Linked DNA regions of Pan troglodytes: region 1 is linked to region 2. A link is a contact called in public Hi-C data. All regions are on one chromosome and are shown on one strand. The core of a region is the stretch at or near the end of the contact, and the rest is flanking DNA. Distances in the headings are between cores, read along the strand shown.

Region 1 (3,170 bases), core at 346-2,845, 150 kb before region 2:
GCTGTGTGCTTTAAAGTGCTCCTGTTTGTAAGGGGTTAGGATCTCCACTGAAAAGAGAGAGTCCTCATGTCAATCATCTGGGAAAGAAACACTGTCTGGGAAGTTAGTATTTAGACTTACCTCTTTCTGGGCCTTGCTCTCCTGGGTCTGGACTTGTAGTCTGAATGTGTTAGAGGACGCTCCCAGGTGGAAGGGTTAAAGGTGGAAGCCAAGCAGGAAGAAGAGCTTCCTTATGGGAAACCACACCTGAGAATAAATAAACCCATCACACCTTGTAAATTTCACCCTGGAGTTCAGTATTTTCAACATTCTTTCCTTTCCCAACTTCCCCATTCCTGGCAAAGTCATCTCCCAAAGTCTGGGAATATTCCCTAGGGTGTCCAGAACACTTTCAGCTATCTCCTCTTGCTCACAAAATATGTATCAGAAAATAAGCAAAAGTTGACCTTGCAATAGGGATAACTTTGATTTCACTCACTTGTATAAGTTAAGTCTTTTAAAAATTCTAACACTTTTTACCATGCATAAAAAAAAGTCTTGCTACTTATATAATTTTAAACATCACTGTGTCTCAGAGTGATGTTTTGCAGAGAATCCTGATTTCAATCCCTCTGTCTTCATTTTCCCTTTGATTCCTTCTGAGATCTTGGAAGGGGTCTTTAATGCTTCAGCCCTGCCTCAGGTGAGCTATAAATTACTATGGGAAGGTGTATTTCTGGGGAGGAGAAGTGGGGCCTGCAAGTTCCAGACAGCCTTTCTTCCGGTCACCTGTGAGTACCTAGATTTGATTTTACTTGGGGGGACATAAAAAATTAATTACATGAATTCTGTCATCGGGATTACTGCGCTGACTTATTTCCTGATCAGATGACACATTGCCTGAATGTATGACTGATCGTCTCACCACAATCATTTTCAATAAATATTTGCATCCCATTCAAACTAAGCCACATCCCCCTGCAAATTCCAGCCCAGAGCCCACAGCTTCCGGAGGTTTTCTGTAATTAACACCGCCCTCGCTCCCTGAGGCCAATTACTGTAATTTAGGTATTCCCCGCAATAGTGTGCTGATTTCTGTTGAGAGCACTCTGCCTGTTTTTCTCAACTCTATTTTAAAGCTACGGAGAGATCCGGAGTCCACGCCAGGCGACAAGAACGCGCTCTAATGGAACGAGATTGGCAATACCTATCAGCACCAGGGGCAGTGCGAGAGCCAAGAGCAGGCGCTCACGAGGAGCGGGCGCCCAGCGCTGCCTGGCAAGCCCGGAGCCCAGGAGATCGCGCTGACTGACATGGCCGGGCTGACCCTTCTCCCCACCCGCCTGCGGCCGGTGTTCACTCACTGGGCGGCGCTGGTGCCGGGACCAGGCGACCGGTACACAGACCTCCAGGCCCGGGCTCCTTTCGCCCGCTGCAGGGACCGGGCCTCGCTCCGCCCAGCGTTGGGATTGGCGCCCAGCTACAGTAGATGACGCACCTCAGCCAATTCGCGCAGCCCTCGGCTTCTTTAAAGAGCCAGCACTTCCGCCAGAAGCCGGGTGTGTCCTTCCGGGCCAGGCTCAGTGTTACCAGAGGTGGGAGGGGAAGGTCAAAAGAGGCAAATTCAAAGCCGCGGCGACTCAGCTGCCAGATTTTTGAGGTGAGGCAGAGGAAGCGGAGTGGAATTCTCAATTAAAGGCCTCTGTCCCCTTATCTGTTAAATTGGCACTATTAAAAAGTCATAAAGATAAGACAGAAACGAGAAAGAACAGAACTGACTGAAATTACCCATTCTTTTTTGAACAGAGCCGTCTTTCTCCCCTGCTGCTCAGAGAGATGTCAGTCTCGTCTCAACCTCACCAGCAATTTCTATCTTGAATAAGCCAAGTCTCTCTCCCAGCCTGAGAGAATGCTTGAATTGTTGGCACTCTGTTCTTTGCTACCAAATGGCTTGGAAAAATAGCATGAACGTCACCAGTCTCTGGCCTTCAGGAAAGTCCCTGCTAACCACCACAGCGGTGGAGAAGGCGTCTAACTTTCTCCAGGCTCAGCGTGTGAGTGAACACCGCCCTGACCTCCTGGGCGCGTCCTGATGCTCTCAACAGCAGCCCTCAGGATTCTGGACTGTGGGTCCCACATTCCAGATACCATTTGTGGAATGGCTGGATGAGAAAATTGCAACAGCACCCTCATTTCCAGTTGAGGGAATGGGCGGGTTACCAGGAGGTTTGACACTCTTGAAGGGAGGTTAACAAGTGATGCAAGAAGTAAGGAATCGTGTTTGAGTGCACAGACTCTAGCATAAACACACCTACCTTCAATTTCTAGCTCTGTCACTGTCACTCTGAATTTATTACCTCTGCAATAGGACTAAAGCCATCTAATTTATTGGATTGTGAGGACTAAAAGATAATATATGTGGGCATTTAGCACAGTGTCGGGCACATAGTTCGCCTTCCATAACCAGTAGTAACCAGTAACGGCGGGGAGCTGTTACTAACTATAGGGCTGAGGGGGTGGGGGAAGGAAGCAGTTACTAAAACAAGGCGAGAGCGGTAGCTGTGGCTGTACGAGAGTAACCAACTGGAACTGTGTCGTTCAGTAGAGGAAAGCAAGCAATGCCAACTTTTCACCAAGTAAGGTGAGATTCTATAGTTGTAGCCAGTGCTGAGACGTCAGCCCAAAGCAGGGACAGAGTGGAGAAGACCCACCTCTCTGTTCTCCCAGCTCTGATATCCAGCTGGGGTCTTCCACTGGCTGGATCCACCAGGAAGCCAGAAGACACTGGAGCTAGGTCTGTGTAGTCTGTAGAGGTCAGCCTACTAGGCACAATGCCTGGAGGGATAAATAGAAAATATCCAGCACACCGTTTCTTTTTTTGTTGTTTTTACACTTTAAGCTCTAGGGTACATGTGCACAACGTGCAGGTTTGTTACCTATGTATACATGTGCCGTGTTGGTGTGCTGCACCCATTAAGTCGTCATTTACATTAGGTGTATCTCCTAATGCTATCCCTCCCCCCTCCCCCCACCCCACAACAGGCCCCGCTGTGTGATGTCCCCCTTCCTGTGTCCAAGTGTTCTCATTGTTCAATTCCCACCTATGAGTGAGAACATGCGATGTTTGGTTTTTTGTCCTTGCGATAGTTTGCTGAGAATGATGGTTTCCAGCTTCATCCACGTCCCTACAA
Region 2 (3,492 bases), core at 400-2,899:
AAAATAAAAAATAAAAAAATTAAGTCCCAGGTTGAATCACTAGGTCAAAACCAAAGAGGTAGAATGTAAGGTCCTGCTTTTGATCCACACACCTAAGATGGAAGAGCAGTTTATTAGCAGTTAATATGAAAAAGTTCTGGGGATTTAATAGAAAAGAATTTAAACAGTATCATACTCATAAACTACAAATGTGCCCTAAGTACAAATGCAGGTTGAATTGAAATCCAATTGCTTAAAAACTAAGGAGGTTGGGCATGGTGGTTCATGCCTATAATCCCAGCCCATTAAGAGGTCAAGGCAGGTGGATCACTTGAGCCCAGGAGTTTGACACCAGCCTGGGCAACATGGCGAAACTGCGTCTCTATAAAAAATACAAAAATTAGCTGGGCGTGATGGCGCACACTTGTAGTCCCGATACTAGGGAGGCTTAGGTAGGAGGATCACCTGAGCCCAAGGAGATCAAAGCTGCAATGGGCCATGACCTCACCACTGCACTCCAGCCTAGGCAACAAAGTGAGACCCTGTCTCAAAACAAAACAAAAACACTAAGGAGAACTTCAGCAGTGTTGACAGGACACTGTTCAGAACTGGGAACAAATAGTCCTATGGAACCTACTATGTCTAGGCCAGCCTACCTCTAGAATATTTTGTTCTATTCTGGGCCCGACTTGTTAATTGGGACATGAATAAATGAGAGTAGATCTGGAGGGAAGCACCCAAGATGGCAATCGGGCTTGAAGCCACCCCTAGACTAGGAATACTGGAAGAAGCTGGGTGCCTTTCTCCTGGAGAAGAATTATCAAGGGAAGACATGAGAGCCAAGATCAATGGGTGCAAGTTACATTGAAGCAGAATTTGGCCCAGAAATGGAAAGAATTCACTAACAACTAGAGCTGTTCATCAAAGGTTAACCTCCTGGTTCCTGGATATATCTACATAGCCTGGAGCTACCATTTTTCAGGATACTCTGGAAAGTATTCTTCCCTTAGGTGATGAAGTACAAATCTTCTTACTCTAAGATCCCATAATTCTTCAAACTAGACGCTTAACTCCTATGAGCCTCAGTTTCCTGAGAAGACTAAAATGAAATGGCTTGTAAATCCCCTTCCAGCTCTAACTTTCTATGAAGTACTTGGTCCTAAAGGGTACCCTCCTCTATGTTTCACAGAGATACCAGAAACAGGAGTCTTTTATCTTCAACTTGACTCTCAAGATGTTATCCTCAAGTGAACTTTTTTCTACCAGCTGAAATATGTCCTTAAAATCTTTGAGTCAATGAATCATGAAATGAGCCAGGTTTTCAAGTCTCATTTGTAGGGTTCCTTAAGAACTATGTCCACTTGCCACATTCTTTTCTGAATATTATTCTTTTTTTCTTCAACCCTGTTTTTTAACCCAAACATCCTGTTTTCAAACATCCTGTTTTCAGCCCTCTTTGTATCTAAGGATGGAACAAGGCTGATGACACAGACAAGAAACTTGTAAAACATAGCAAGTATCTGCCTTTTATCTGGTGAATAATGTCAGGACTAGAGAAGGGCTGATGTGAAATTCTGGGCTGGGCTTTAAGGCTTTAAGGCATAGTTTTGCCTCAAAGAATTGCCTCCAGACAGGACAAGTCACTGTAAGCAAAGTGTGTGGCTGCATCTGGACATGACAGGAGGTGAGCTGGGAAGTCCCTGCCCTTTCCCTGCACATGCACTTCCCCCATTTCTCCATCTTTCTACCTCAACACTTCACCTTCAGAGATAATTTCTTTCAGGCCTCAAAGCATTTTTAGACTTTAAGTTCTTTTGTTGCTGTTTATTAGCTCAACCAGGGCCATGTACCAGAACCTGGGGGAAAGGGCCATTTCTATGGAAATGGAGATAGGGTCCTGGCCTATCCTGAGAAAAGTGCAATCATGAGGAGACCATCCTGTTCTTTCTCATGTATTTTATCATTCATTTGGTACTAAGCACTGTACTAGGCACCAAGATAGAGAGATAGTAAAACATCAGCCTTGTCTTCAAAGGGTTTGCAGATCACAGAAGCCCTCTCTCTCTCTCATCTTTTACATAGGTGATATCCTATATAACAAGAAGAGATGTCACACAGGATGACTAAAACAGGCAAAGCAGCTGGAATATGTGTGTGGCTGGGGCAGCCCATGACAGGGCCTTAACCCTAGTAATGACGCTGACAGCTTTAGTCACTGAGGGGAATGGCCAGTACCTGCTGGTTTGGTCAATGGGGGACAACAATCAAGGAAGGGAAAAGTGATCTTATAAGGACTGGAGGGAAGTCAACAGAACATCTCAGCCAAGTGCCATACATTTTTTCTATAGAGTTCTATATTTTCTGGAACTCATATACAGAATTAAGTAAGAGTCACCCTGGGCTATATTGGTAAGGGCAAACAGCTGGAATTTCTTACAACTTTATTTTGAAGGCTCAAGCAGCGGAAGGCAGATGGAAGAAGTAACATGTAGTGGTGGTTCTCAGACTTTTTACCACCCCCAAAACATGGAAGATAATTCCTCACTCTCCGGTCAGTAACAACCACTGACTTCTGCAAAGATTCACAGCCATTTGGGGTACATACCAGAATATCATGGAGAAGCAGGAAATGGGGAGCAATTTCATAAAGCTTCCTACTTGAGTCTAACATAACCCTTTCCCACCTGCCCTGAGATGTATAGGTAGCTTGCCTGAGTTGAATCCAGCTCTGCCATTAACCAGCTGCATGACTACAGACAAGTCGTTCTCTTTGAACCTTAGTTTCCTCATACATAAAATAATGAACCTTACCTGGCAGTGTTATTGAGAGGAACTACAGAACCTACCACAGTTAGTATATAGCAATATAGCCAGATCTTTTTTTTTTTTTTTTGAGACAGAGTCTCACTGTGTTGCCCAGGCTGGAGTGTAGTGGCACACTCTCGGCTCACTGCAACCTCTACCTCGCAGGCTCAAGCGATTTTCTTGCCTCAGCCTCCCAAGTAGCCGGGATAAAGACACCCACCACCACGCCCAGCTAATTTTTGTATTTTTAGTAGAGATGGGGTTTCACAATGTTGGCCAGGCTGGTCTCAAACTCTTGACCTCAAGTGATCCGCCTGTCTCGCCCTCCCAAAGTGCTGGGATTATAGGCATGAGCCACTGCGCCTAGCCCATAAAGCTAGATCTTAATGAGCAATTAGCTACTAGCATAATAATTTGTTTTAAAAGCTATATTATAGGATAAGAGAGTCTACTCAGTCAGCCTTTATGCAAAAGTGAAAATCTTGGGATTCTCAGAAATATGCTCTCAACAGTAAATGCCCTATGTAACGAGGTGCACCAGCTTAGGCTGGGGCCATTGGGCCCATAAAATCTTAATTGTTAAAGTTAAGAAGTTGGGTGCAAGGACAGAGAAAAGCTACTATTCCCAAGTTGCCAAATTAAAAAAATTACCTATCTGGAAGGTAAATTTTTTTTACCCCTTAACAGATCTTTAAGTGTATAACAGAA

The links. Hi-C and Micro-C count contacts between places; a contact is called where the count stands out from the background.
Region 1: a contact with region 2 is called in a Hi-C map of a lymphoblastoid cell line, with 4 times the contacts expected there. The contact joins the promoter of CD274 here to the enhancer-like site in region 2. A contact is called at or near these places in 5 of 7 Hi-C or Micro-C datasets (blood, induced pluripotent stem cells, a lymphoblastoid cell line and 1 more), 1 of 1 datasets of contacts at active chromatin or transcription factors (stem cell-derived excitatory neurons) and 1 of 1 other capture datasets (stem cell-derived neural stem cells).

What each region holds. Positions count from the first base shown.
Region 1 is chr11:110,485,925-110,489,094 of NHGRI_mPanTro3-v2.0_pri, reverse strand. It overlaps CD274 (CD274 molecule), which reads left to right and starts at 1,595. Exons shown (of 8, transcript XM_001140705.6): 1 at 1,595-2,620. PLGRKT (plasminogen receptor with a C-terminal lysine) reads right to left here and starts at 1,526. Exons shown (of 6, transcript XM_063788739.1): 1 at 1,344-1,526; 2 at 121-246.
Region 2 is chr11:110,336,483-110,339,974 of NHGRI_mPanTro3-v2.0_pri, reverse strand. No RefSeq gene overlaps it. Among named protein-coding and RNA genes, the nearest start is that of RIC1, 43 kb to the right of the region's middle. Within about 2 kb of position 1,649, at least 1 of the 24 cell types and tissues checked has an H3K27ac peak or open chromatin away from gene starts, as enhancers often do. A contact at or near this core is called in a lymphoblastoid cell line, where this site is marked.